Regions from separate parts of the Zea mays genome. Here region 2 is linked to region 1. A link is a contact called in public Hi-C data. All regions are on one chromosome and are shown on one strand. Each heading gives the region's core, a stretch centred on a gene start, on an enhancer-like site or on the middle of the called end of the contact. The rest is flanking DNA. Distances are from core to core; before and after follow the strand shown.

Region 1 (3,341 bases), core at 523-3,022:
TAATTTTTTTCAAATTCCACTCCAACTCAAGCTTTCCAATTCTTTCAGCATCCGAAATGCCCAAAATTTCACATTTTTATCTAAAATGTCAATTTTACTCATCAAATCTTTTTTCAGTTTTAAATACCTACCTTCAACATTTATGTTCCAACCTTTCAACATTTTCTTGAGACGTTTTATTTTTTCTTTCCAAATATCAATACTTTTTTTACCTCTGACTGGCAAAGACCAATTCTTTTCAACTAGATTTATAAAATCAGGTATAAGCATCCAACACAACTTATATCTAAAATCTCTCACTAAAGGGGGAGCAAAATCAGTTTTGAGACATAAAGGCACATGATTAGAAAAAGATCTACTGAGACCAGAAACATTTACATTATTATAATGCAAATCCCACTCAGGGCTAACAAGAAATCTATCCAACTTCTCATACGTAGGGGGATTTCTATTATTGGACCAGGTATAAAGTCTACCACTAAGCTCCAGTTCAATCAGATCATGCATATCAATAATAGAATTAAATAAAGAACTCCACCTATTATTGGACCAGGTTTATTTTTGTCTGACTCATTCCTAAGGATGTTAAAGTCACCACCAATTAACATGGGTGAGAGCACTTGGAACAGAAAGCAGACAACTCACTCGGAAATTTATGTTTCTGGTCATTTTGAGCAGCTCCATACACGTTTATGAAGTTCGAAATAAAGCCTGATTCCTTATGAATCACCAGAATACGAATCATAAATTCCCCCAAATCTTTTTCTCTCACATCAAAAATGTCAGCATCAAACCCTACGAGTAAGCCACCAGATCTCCCATTAGGGGGGGACCAAACCCAAGCAAAATTTCTATTGCCACCAATAAAATTCAACCAAGAGTCATCAAAGTTTTTTTTGTTGGTTTCTTGAAGACCAATAAAATCAATTCTCTCTTTCCTAATAATATCTCTTAAGAAATCACTTTTCACATCTTTACCTAGGCCCTGACAATTCCAAATTAAGCCTATTATTCTGAACAACTTTGGGTGAGCCCCTCATTCATACCTCTCCTTTTAATAGGAATATTCCTATGTTTAGGAGATTTGTTGTCTTTCTTTTTCCTCACAGATTTTTTTTTGTGGCGAATTTTGCGACCTTTTCTGAGCACCATCACATTTTCAAGATCAGTCAAAGCATTATCCTCTCCTTTATTATGGACACTATTATCCATATCAGAGTCATGAATAACTGCCTTGTTAGGATCAAAATTACACTTAACAGATTGCACAACAAGATTCTTCCTAGAAAGCTCTAACGATTTTATCAGGTCTAAATTTTCCACAACTTCATTAACAGAAGATCCTAATTCAACCCCTAATTCGTGCGCAACATCCATAAGAACAACATTATCAGTATTAAGAACAGAAAATAGATTGTAAGACGTACCTTTGTTAATGAACGCGTCTTTAGCCATTGCTCTCGCTGTAGCCTTATCCGCAATCTTCATTTCATCATTGGACTCCAACCAAATCAGCAACACATATAAGAATGAGATTCAAACATCCTTCATTATCTAGTGTGGGTAACAACCAGACAACCACCCAAACTCCAGCAATCCACTACGTATCTCCGTAGTAGTAAGATAGCCCAGCAGCAGATTCGTTGGGGTTTGAGCGAGCTGCTAACTTGTGCTGGCCGCTGCACTGAGGAGATAACGAGCCGCTCTTGGTGATCTCGCGCAGCGGCGACTTGTTGTAGGCCCACGCGCCCAACCATATGCTCGTGTACCGGCCTGCCACGATCGCCGGGCCCAAGGTCCGACCGCCCCGAGTTCATCGACGCTCCTGTGATGGGCCTGTGGGCCGCGCCAAATAAAAGAAAAATCTCAGAACTCAGAACACGGGCCCATCTCAATCTCGCACTATCGCCAAAGCGTCAGCTGCTTCACAGTTCACACTTCACACCCACCCTGTCCGGCGAAGAGCTTGCCTGGCTTGACGACGTACGACTGTACGATTGCATGGAACAAAGAAGAGAAGACATCTCGGTGACGATGAATAATTACAGCTCTGTTGTCGGTTGCGACGCTGGAGACGACGAAGTGACGAACATGAGGTAGAAGGAGAGGACGAACTCCAGCGCCACCGCCTGCGCGTCCGTCCCCGCCGGCGCCGTGCCGAAGAAGTGGCCGCGCGCCGTGGCGCCGCCGATCGAACACCAGGCGCAGCGTCAGGCTGGCCAGCGTGGATCCCATAGCACCCTGGGCCACCGCGTAGCACGGCACCTGCGTTACGCATGCGTTCGTGCACGTACGCAGGCGCACAGCAAGTCAGCAACATTAGGACGCCGCCACGTATACGTAGCCCCTAACCTCTGCTGGTTGACACTGACCTGCTTCCAGGGGAAGCGTCCGCACGCGGCAAAGGCGACGGTGGCGTGGCCGACGGAGTAGACCAGCACCACGACGGCCAGACCCTAGTGCCCCGCAGTGTTGAATTTATGATCCAAATTCTGCGTATACCGATATATATTATTGACCCTAATTAGAGTTTTGTGCTGCGTCATAATCATTAATTTGCATCAGTCAGAGTATCAAACAGCAGCAAATGCACCACATTACTGTCGTTGTCCTATAACGAGCATCACGAGCAAGAGAGAGGCCGGGATGGTCGAGAGCTCCTGGTAATTCGTGGCCGGCCGGCCGGCCGTACCTTCTGCATGAACTGCACGGAGATCATGTCGGTCGTTGTCGTTGCTGCTGCCACTGCCAGGGCTTGCATCTTCTGAGATCTGATACACTGCCTGCCCTTCTTCCGTGGTGCTCCGGTGCTCCCCCTCCCAGACACCTCCTCGCCGGCAACGGTGTGTAGTACTTTAATCGGAGAATGACAGTGCACCCTTCTAGCACGCACGAAATCCTCAGCTAACTGGCAGGATTCGCACGCACTGCCGTTTTTCTCACCTAACTGAGCACATTTCATGCCAAATATCTTGTAGCTAGGGCTTTAGCCTGAATGTTTCAGTACTACTCCCTCCGACTATAAATGTTGGTCGTTCTTACTTTTTTTCAATGAGTCAACAATTTTTAACTTTGACTACGTTTATATAAGAAAATATTAATATTTATAGTATTAGATAGATCTTTAAATTTATTATTGTAGTAAAATTATTTAAAGATACAGATGTTGCTAATATATTCTATAAATCTAGTCAAACTTAATAAAATTTGATCAGCACGAATACCATAGCGACAAACATTTATTGACGGAGGGAGTAATACAGAACCAATCTATATTCGATTGATGGATAAACTAATTAACAGGACCAATCTCATAGAACTAGTAGCAGTGATCTATGAAT
Region 2 (3,312 bases), core at 197-2,696, 270 kb after region 1:
AAATCACCTGGAGGTCGGTTCCATGTTTGTCGACAAACTCCTGAAGCAACCTGAAGATAGTTTGCTAACTGCATAAGGCACCTAGAGTTTCATCATAATTTCATTCTCATTAATGAGATGACACATCACCATATTTGATGACATGGCACGGTATTTATAATGAGAGAGATGAAGAGAGTTTCGTGAGAGGAGAAAGGGTTTCATCCAGATGAAACTCAGGATACACGATTTCATAGACAAAAGCCGATGTGTCACTTTTGGAAACTGTGCAATGAAAGTTCCACTGGGAATGGCCTAAGTCATGCTCCTCAAATTACAGTTTCCCAGGGCAAATATTAACACGGCTGAAATACTACCTCTTGGCATCGTTCGATGATACAGAGAAGTTACGGCTAAGCCATTTGTACGAGATCTGTTATAAAAGCACAATATATAATGATGGAAAGTTAGTCACTGGGAAACAATTCCAACAAAAAAACAATGGAGGAAAACTAGACAAGCAACCGACAATCTCAAGTAACAAAGGCATATCGCTCTCATCATATTGAGTTGGGACAACAGTGTTCCTTACTATAGTCACTCCTAACAAGGGATAAAAATCATCTATTCTCTTGTGGGTTATCATTTATTGAGTTGGAACAGAGAGATCTCATCTATTCTCTTCCATCATTTGCGAGATAACCACGATGAACAGAACTTGACAGATTAAAACCAATCGGTGTAACAACTCAGACGTACACAGGTTTCAGTAAATCGTGTCTAGGCTTCAAAGGAACATTAATTTAATTGATTACGAAACTGTACAGGAGTTAAGCAGCAACGAGGCTGGTGCCTTTTCTTATTTATTAATTAGTTCTACGAACGACGAAGAGTGCAGTGCATCAGCAAATACGCAGCACGTAATGCAGTTTGCAGCTATTTCCCCGCTCAATCAGCAGTGACCACTAGTGGAGCATAACAAGCATCCATAATCATCAGAAATTCCCATACCAGTAACCAAACACATCGCCCTAACCAAGCAAAATGAGCCATCAAATGATCAAAACCCGCAGAATCCATGTCATCGACCACCCGCAACCGCAGGAATCTACGCAATAGCTTAACCTCGCGCCACGGAATCGAGGGGGTCGGAGAGGGGGTGATATAGCGGGGGCTGAGCCCATCATTACCACGCGAAGCGGGTCGGAGAAGAGGGCATGGATTTGGGGCAGCAGGTGGAGCAACGACTGGTCCACGGCCTCTCCCGCCATCCTCCCGTACCAGAAAGTCCAGGAACCCACGCGCCTAGGTTTTCCTGCCGAGTAGGGGGCGACGAAGAGGAGGGCGCGCGGGATCGGGAATTCGGGATTGGGGCCTGGGGCCTGGAGCAGTGGAGCCACGGCAGGCGGGGCGGTTTTTCCCGCTCCCGCCTCTATTTCCTTAGCGCAATCCGCAATGCAACGACAGCGGACCCCGCCCTGCAAGCCGCGGCGCGGGTGTTCGTTTCTAGGTGTTAATCGGATCGAATACGGACGGATATCAATGAAATCATATTTGTTTTCATATTTTTAGTCGGATTCGAATTCGAATACGGATAGTTTCGAATACGAATACAAATACGGATGTTCTCGAATACAAATACAGATAGTCGTGGGTCGAATACGGAGCTAATCGGACACGGATAGCGTCGGTAACGAATATTTTTGTCGGATATCGTGTAAGACATCATTCCACACATATCATAATTGTAATCATTTAGCCCCTCCTTTAGTCCAAATATTTTTGAGGACTATATGTGCACATATGCTACACCTCCATAAAAATCCATGAATGCTAAGGCTATTTTGAGTATTATTAATTTCTTTATGTAGAATATCATTAAAATACAATTAAATTCATAAAATATTGATAATTATGATATGTGGTTTCACGTGTTATTATGATATGTGGTTTCACTTATTATTATGGTGGTTTCACATGTAATCATTACGGGTTTCACAAATAAGTGGAAATGAAATGAAATAATTGATGACATCTTGTGGTTTTTATGGTTCAAATATTTTTGAGGATGCTATATGGACATATGTTACTCATACGCCAAATTTCGTGATTTTTTTAGACTATTTGTATATTATTAATTTCTTTTTGCAAAAAATCATCAAATGCATTTAAATCCATAAAATATTATAGTATCGACCAAAAATTGCAAATAAGTTATCAAGACTAATAAACATTCCATAAGAAGATAACCTCAAGTCCCTACATGAAAATGAGAAAGTGAAGTAAAGGTTATGTTAAAACTTGGATACTTAAGCTGATTTCACGTGTAACTCACATAACAAGTGTAAGAAAATGAAAAGAATCACTGGCATCTTATGGACTTTATGGCCCAAACATTTTTTAGAATTTTATGTAGACAAATGTTAACCCTCCGTCAAATTTTATGAATTTCTAAGGCTATTTGTGTATTATTAATTTCTTTCTAAAAAAATCATCAAAATGTAATTAAAATCATAAAATAATCTAGTGTCTACCAAAACCTCAAATCCCCATATGAAAATGATAAAGTGAAGTATTGATTATGTTAAAACTTGGATATTTAGGGTGATTTCACATGTAACTATCCGAATATCTGAAATATAAAATCTGGTAAGATATCTGGGTAGATGTCCGGATATCCGAAATATAAAATCCGGACAGTTATCCGAGAAGATATTCGGATATCCGAAATCTGACGGATATCAGTCATATCATATCTGTATCTGATATCCGAACTGTAGTATCCGAATTCGAATCCAAAATCCGAAAATTCTGCGGATATCCGAAAAAACTATCCAACCGAATAATTAGCCTCTTCGGACGGTCGGATGGTCGGATAATATCCGTACTGTTTACACCCCTATTCGTTTCCCTCGCGGTGGCGGCTCGGGGTAGATTTAGGGCCGCTTTTTTGACGAAGGGGCAGAGCCCCTATTTCATTAGAAAATAGAATAAGTGTCATTACAGACCACAACGATGGGATACAACTCATCACCAAAAAGAGTTTCTAGCGGAACTAACCTCTACATTCTATCATACTAGGAAAGCAAAGATTAGACTCCACTAGTATCAGCTCAAGTGAAACCGCAGTTTTTAAGTCAAGCTTATATACAATGGTCACATGCCAAAAGCAGCAACACAGCTAAAACACCTCAGATGTATCTAGCCCACCAAAATGACATCCAAACACTTGAGCTGTAGATAACAACCAACTAGCGCCAAAAGAAGTCTTCAACCAACAATACGACGGTCACTCGGACACCACCCAAAAGTCCTGCTCATCGCCTCACTTGC

The links. Hi-C and Micro-C count contacts between places; a contact is called where the count stands out from the background.
Region 2: a contact with region 1 is called in a Hi-C map of leaf, with 5 times the contacts expected there. The contact joins the promoter of LOC100279971 here to the enhancer-like site in region 1. A contact is called at or near these places in 2 of 25 Hi-C or Micro-C datasets (leaf and tassel).

The regions. Positions count from the first base shown.
Region 1 is chr8:23,738,894-23,742,234 of Zm-B73-REFERENCE-NAM-5.0, forward strand. No RefSeq gene overlaps it. Among protein-coding and RNA genes, the nearest start is that of LOC100280775, 37 kb to the left of the region's middle. Within about 2 kb of position 1,773, at least 19 of the 20 cell types and tissues checked have an H3K27ac peak or open chromatin away from gene starts, as enhancers often do. A contact at or near this core is called in leaf and tassel, where this site is marked.
Region 2 is chr8:24,006,069-24,009,380 of Zm-B73-REFERENCE-NAM-5.0, forward strand. It overlaps LOC100279971, which reads right to left and starts at 1,447. Exons shown (of 8, transcript NM_001152919.2): 1 at 1,170-1,447; 2 at 357-412; 3 at 1-50. The coding sequence starts at 1,250.